Linked DNA regions of Zea mays: region 2 is linked to region 1. A link is a contact called in public Hi-C data. All regions are on one chromosome and are shown on one strand. Each heading gives the region's core, a stretch centred on a gene start, on an enhancer-like site or on the middle of the called end of the contact. The rest is flanking DNA. Distances are from core to core; before and after follow the strand shown.

Region 1 (3,296 bases), core at 435-2,934:
ACCCAGCACGTCCAAGGAGATCAACCATACATCCATAGTGTCTGATATTTGGTACAATCTGGTACTTATTCTGCATCAACTTGAAGAATTGACGGCCCTCCTCAACTAGGCCACCATGTCTGCAAGCACTCAGAACTCCAGTGAAAGTTATCTCATTGGGGACAGCAGTGCCAGTGGCTTCCATCTCGGAGAACATGTCAAGGGATCTTGTAACAAGACCATTCATGGCCAGTCCCACAATGACAGCATTCCAGCAAGGTGTTCCTTTTTCTTCCAACATGTCAAAGACTTCTAGTGCAGCCTCCATGCATCCACACTTCATGTACATGTCAATGAGGCTAGTCCCAAGTACGATAGTGATGTTATATTGGTATTTCCTAATGTACTCATGCACTAACTTTCCTTGCTCCAGAGCAGACAAATTACTACATGCAGAGATGACACTCACGAGCGTAACATCATCTGGTTTGATTTCATGGGCTCTCATGCTGTCAAAAACATTAAGTGCCTCAGATGACTGGTTATTGTGCACACAACCAGCTATCATTGCACTCCAGGAAACGTTGTCCTTGTCAGGCATCACATCAAATAACGCTTTTGCATCTTCGACACGGCCATTCTTTAGATAGCCAGAAATCATCGAGTTCCAGGAGAAGTGGTCCAGACTCTCACCATTATCAAACAATCTCCGTGCTGCAACAACATCCTGACAACTTGAGTACATGTGGATCAGCACATTCTGGACATTCACCCGAGAACCAAGGCCTGCTCTGACAACCAGCCCATGGCACACCTCACCGTTCTGAATCACCCCTGACTTAGCGCAAGCAGCGACCACACTGACCATCACTGCCTCGTCCACAGGCCACCCCTCTTCACGCATATCTGAAAATACAGCTAGTGCTTCCATGAACAGATCATTCCGCTCGAAGCAAGAGACCATAGCTGTCCACGTGAACGCATCCCTATGCTCCGCTCCGTCAAACACCCCCCTCGCCTCCTCTACCATCCCTCTCCTCGCGAACAACGCCACCATCGCGCTCACTGCCGCGGCGCTCCTCTCTGGCATCCTCGTAAACACCTTGACAGCCTGCTCGACGTCCCCGTCCCGCACGTACGTGGCGAGGATCGTGTTCCAAGAAACGGCGTCCCACACGGGTCCCGCGTCGAACACCCTGCGCGCGCTCGCGACGCAGCCGCACGCAGAGTACATGTGCATCAGCGCATTCCTGAGGTACAGGTTGTCGCTGAATCCGTGCTTGACGGAGTGGGAGTGGACCTGCAGGCCTTCCCTCACGTCCCCTCTGGCGGCACAGGCGGCGGCGAGGAGCGGGTGCGTGTAGGTGTCGGGCGCCGCGGGCATGGAGGCGTAGAGCGGGAAGCAGAGGTGGGGAAAGCCCTGGCGCAGAGCCGCCTTGAGGAGAGTGTTGCAGGTGAAGGCATTGGGGCTGCGCACGAGCCCGAAGAGTTGGAGGGAGTGGTGGAGCGGATGCGGCAGGAGACGCGCGGCGGTCGCGGAGGTGGTGAAGAGGAGGAGACGGCTGGCGGCGTAGGCGTCAGCAAGGAGGCCCGACGCGAGGAACTGCGCGTGGATTTGAAGGAGATGGCGCGCGGAGCAGCAGCGGGAGAGTTGAGCGTCCAGAATGGACACCGTGAGCATGATCAGCTGGCTCAGCGCGCTGCGGCGGCGGACTTGCCGGCGGGAGAGCGAGCGGCTCAAAGCAGGTTGCAGGCTACGTGCCTACGTGGGCTGCCGGATGGGTAACGGGTTACAACCGAACTACATGGGGTTGGTGGGTACTGGGTAGCTTGGCCCGCTGTCATGACCCGATCTAATTGGCCCGAACAACTGGGAACTTGTGGGCCCTTAACAGGCCAAATTCCAGCAAATTTGCAGAGATTTTCATCAGCATGGAATGTAAATAAAAAAACCATTTTATCTCCTAACTATATCGTCGTAGTTTATATTTCGTTCTTGAATTTTAAAACTGAAAAACTCTCAAAGTTAAATGACCTCCTGAACAGGTTAGGATTCTATATCAGATTACGTCACCTTACCTTACCTTGCCGATACACCAATAAATTGCCTGTGAGTATATATAGGATTCGACCTTGTGTATAAACGTTATGTAATATTGTATTAAGTATTTAACCTACTAAAAAAGTCAAACAAAAAAATTGACTACAAAGTTTAAATCTTGGCAAGTAATGCATTTTTTTGGCATAAAAATTTAAAACGAATCTCAAAAAATGTCAATCTAAAATAAATATTGAGACATTAAATAATATTAACAAAAAAACATAGATTGGATCAGCAACTTTGGTATTAACTATATCAACACTCAAAATCTGCCTCATTACATCTAATCATATAGAATGACACTTAAAATGTATGCCTCTGTATAGTGAATAGTTGATACGGATGTCTTAAAATGTTTGTCTTCAAGAGTTGATTTTACAGAGATGTGTGTCCTAAAACGATCGTCTTTTACTAACTGATGATTTTCAGAGACGGTCATGTTTGACCAGGGCACAGGTGCGCAGCTAGGTAGAACACCGTGGATGTACATACACCCACGAAAACTTACAAAACCTGTTAGATCAATTTTCACCTAAAAAATACTACTATGCAACTTTTAAGGCATATGCGTCCTTCTTTTATTCGCTCTAATTTCACCACTATGTTAGGCGGCCTGCTTCCCTGAATGATTTTTGGAGGTGCAGACTTTTCTGAAGGCCTACGACCATTTATTATATATCGAGATGGCTCCTAAAATTATATAGTAATAGTATTACAAGTTTTTTTACATTAAAGTTAATAGAAACATCTTGGAAATGAATCCTTACCAGGGTATCTTAAGGGATTGTTCGGTTAGCTCTCAATTCATGTGGATTGAGTAAGATTGGATGGGTTTAAATCCCAAACAAGTCAAACTTCTTAAGAATTTTTTCTAATCCTATTCAATACATGTGTATTGGGAAAATCGAACAAGACCTAAAATGGTTTTAGGGTCTGAAACATGGCCGTGCTTACTGGTTATCCCAGAGACCGGTTACGGACGGCGGGGCAAACGTAAGCTGCTGCCCGACTGCCGTCCTGCGTGATGTTAATGGGATTTTGGACCTCATCCTCATCGTGCTGCTGGGTTAGGCACCGCACTTCCCACGCAAAAAAAAAAAAAAGAAGGCTGTTGCTGTAATGATGTCGACATACTACTCCGATTCAGTGACAAACTGATTTACCTCGTCACTGCGCTGCCAGTTTGGCACTCACCAGGGTAAAAGTCGCAACTCCG
Region 2 (3,296 bases), core at 395-2,894, 750 kb after region 1:
CACTTGGTGTTATATAAGCCACCGCCATTCCACACACAGCATCCCCTAATGCAACAGCACCAAGGTAGCCTGCATCAGCAAGGCTATCTGTGCTGAGCCCTGTTGAGTCCCCATGACACACCGTCAACCACTCGATAATATCCTTAATCTGAGACTCGGTGGGAGTGACACCCAATGGGTAGTACTTCCCACGATAATACAGTGCAGCCCCATCGCACTTCACAAGGTCCATGACGCTGGGGCTCTGCGTGATGATGCCAGCTGGTGAATCTCGCAGTAGCATGTCACACAATAGCGTCTGAGTTCGCAAAATGTGCTTCTCTGACAGCTGGTGCGCAAGCTGCAACTCCATGTTGAGCTGCAGCCCAAATGCCTGCATGAGAAACTCGCAAGCATACCTCAATGGAAAAGGGATACACCGTGGTGATGTATGGTGGCACACCACTAACCCCCACAACTTCATTGATGAGGAGATGGCACCCCGACCTGTTCGCTCGTCGTCACCACCACTGCTAATGATGACTGCCATAACAAGCGACGCAATTGACCCCATGTTCGCCATGTACTGTGCATGGCACCCGTGCGGAGCGCGTAGCGTGGAGCCTACCAAACACAGCTGCTGCGACAGCCCAGGATCTTGTATGACTCTCACCGGGATGGCATGGCAGTCTGCGATCATTCGCACGCGGTTCTGCTGGAACAGGAACCGCGACGCCTGGGGGATATCTGTGGCGGGATAATGCAATCCGAGGTAAGGCTCAAGGTTATCGCGCCGGCTCTCTGCGACAACTTCCCCGTGCTCGTCTTCATGGAACTTGTACACCATGACACGGTCGTAACCAGTGAGCTCGCGAACATGCTCCACGACTGTGTCGCATAGGAGCTTGACGTCCCCGCCGGGTAGCGCCTGGAGGCGGGAGATGGCGCGGACCGCGAGTTTCTGGGACTGGACTGCGCCGGCGATGGAGAGAGCGGGGTCCTCGGTGCGTGCGGGCTCGAGGTCGATGACGACGCCGACGTCGATGCGGTGGAGGATGGCGTAGAACGGCTTGGAGGAGGCCCTGGAGTGGATCCATAGCGGGTTGAGCAGCGATATCTCGCGCGCGGCGAAGGCGCGCTCCAGCAGGACCGCGGACGAGGGGGAGAAGTAGAGGCGTGCGTCGGCACCAAGGGAAACAGGGGGCAGCGCCACGGAGTCGAGCGAGGGAACGGAGTGGTGCGGCGACAGGTCGAGCAGGTCGGCGGCGTTCTCAGAGAAGGCGAGGAGGCGGAAGGAGGAGTCGTCGGCGACGGCGAGCGTGCAGCCCAAGGGCTGGATGTGGCCGCCGCGCTGGATGCGTGAGAGGTAGGCGGCGATCTGCTGCTCGGAGGACGGCGTGGGCGGCGCGCGCAGCGACTGGGAGTAGTCGAAGCTGCGGCCCGACGCGCCCGACTGCTCGAACACCGCGTGGAGCCGCGCGTCTAGGTTGTACTGAGCGACGGCCTTGGAGACCGACTCCGTGGCCGCAGCGCCCCCGCCACCTCCTCCCGCGCCTGCGCGGGACGTGCTCCCGCCCGACGACTGCGAGTGGTGGTGGTGCGCGTGACGCGGCGCCACGCGTCGCGCGGAGGGGGAGCGCTTGGGGGGGCGACTGTCCGACGCCATGGCGCTTGGGGGAGCTCTCACTGGATTAGGCGGCCCCGTCCGCCGGTCTTGTGCTCGTCAGTCGGCTCGCTCGCCCCCTATGTGTTCGTCCGATACCTTAGCTTTGCTTCACCGTTCCTCGCTGCGCTCATTGATTCACGAGGATAAAATAAAGAAGAAAAATTTGGATCCATACCATTAAAAGATCACCAATTTAGATCTATACCATTACTATCTCACTTACATGTGGGTCCACATGAGTTAATAACACGTGGGGTCCATGGTATATATCTAAAGTTTGGATCTTTTAATGGTATAGATCCAATTGTTCCAATAAAGAAGTGGGGATGTAAAGTGGGGGGCGTGGAGCCAAGGATATTGCGCGCGAGGCGATGCGCCGATGACGATGGCTGTGATGGGGATGGTACTAGGGGATCGGGGCTCGGCAGGGGTTCAGGTCTGGAATGGATTGCGCTCGCGCTGGGGCCTGAAGTGGATGCGGATACTTTCGCCTTTGTAGGCTTGTAGCTAACCGCTGAAGACGGGGATTGTGCTTCCTTTTTCTTTATTTATTCTTCTTTTTTTTAAAGATCCAATGACCAGTCTTGCGTCGGGTACTCCTCCGTTCCCGTGTATAAATCCATTTACATTTGCTATAAGTTAAATAGTAAAGTGTTTGTAGGTTACTATAGTTTCTACTTATTGCTAGTACGTTGCTATGATTTCTATTTATATTTATGGTGTTGTTTGGAAGCACATAATTTTAAAAAAACTGATTTATAGAAAATAAATTCTCAAGTTCTTAAAAACCAAGAAGCTACTCTCCTCTAACTAAAACTAGCTTGTGTTTGTTTAATTGCATCACGCTCTCATTGATTTCATAGAATTTACATCTATTGACACCACTTATAAAAATAGAGAAAAGATATGTTGATAATTGTGTATAGAAAAAACTAGAAACCGATTTCTTAGAAATTGAGTTTCAAACATCTCCACCAAACTTATTTTCATAAATCAGTTTCTAAAAAACGGGAGACAGAATTTGGTTTTTTTTAAAATCGGTGTGCTTCAAAATATTTTCTAAGTGTCGAATATAAAATACAAAGATATATATGCTTAGTTGGCTAGGTGAATAGGAATATCGGTGTAGAGTTGACAACCATCAGGCCCGTGCACAAGCCGGTGCATCCTGTTTGGCTGAACAGGCCCCCCATTTATTTGGGGCCCTAACTTTCCGTGTATGATCTATTAGTAATTCTAATTAGATTATTAGGAACTAGAATGTAAATCCTGCCGCGTGCAGCCTGCTAGACGGACACAATATATCTTTCTTTAATCATTTCTCCTATCGTTCGACGTGACCTTGTTTCGCCTGCTGCCTGATGGGCGACGATCACAGACATTTGTTTCGCCTGCCACCAGCGCACAGCGTGATTCTACCGTCTACACTACACTCGTTCGTCGTCCAGCGGTAGACAGCCAACGCGGCAACAACGATCTCCCTCCGTCACTTGCTTTGTGTCTTGATATTTAGGAAATAAAGTGTTCAAATCATAAGGTACCTCTAACATCCTACTGTATACATGTATATTTATTTGCTAACTTTGTTAGTAAAATAATTTATTGATTATTCTATTTATCTTGTATATATGTATATTAAATATTGTAGTAT

The links. Hi-C and Micro-C count contacts between places; a contact is called where the count stands out from the background.
Region 2: a Hi-C map of ear shows a contact between it and region 1, with 2.3 times the contacts expected there. The contact joins the promoter of LOC100381811 here to the promoter of LOC100382149 in region 1. A contact is called at or near these places in 2 of 25 Hi-C or Micro-C datasets (ear and tassel).

What each region holds. Positions count from the first base shown.
Region 1 is chr9:140,277,681-140,280,976 of Zm-B73-REFERENCE-NAM-5.0, forward strand. It overlaps LOC100382149 (Pentatricopeptide repeat-containing protein mitochondrial), which reads right to left and starts at 1,685. Exons shown (of 1, transcript NM_001174909.1): 1 at 1-1,685. The coding sequence starts at 1,660.
Region 2 is chr9:141,026,925-141,030,220 of Zm-B73-REFERENCE-NAM-5.0, forward strand. LOC100381811 (phytochromeB2) reads right to left here and starts at 1,645. Exons shown (of 4, transcript NM_001174606.1): 1 at 1-1,645. The coding sequence starts at 1,645.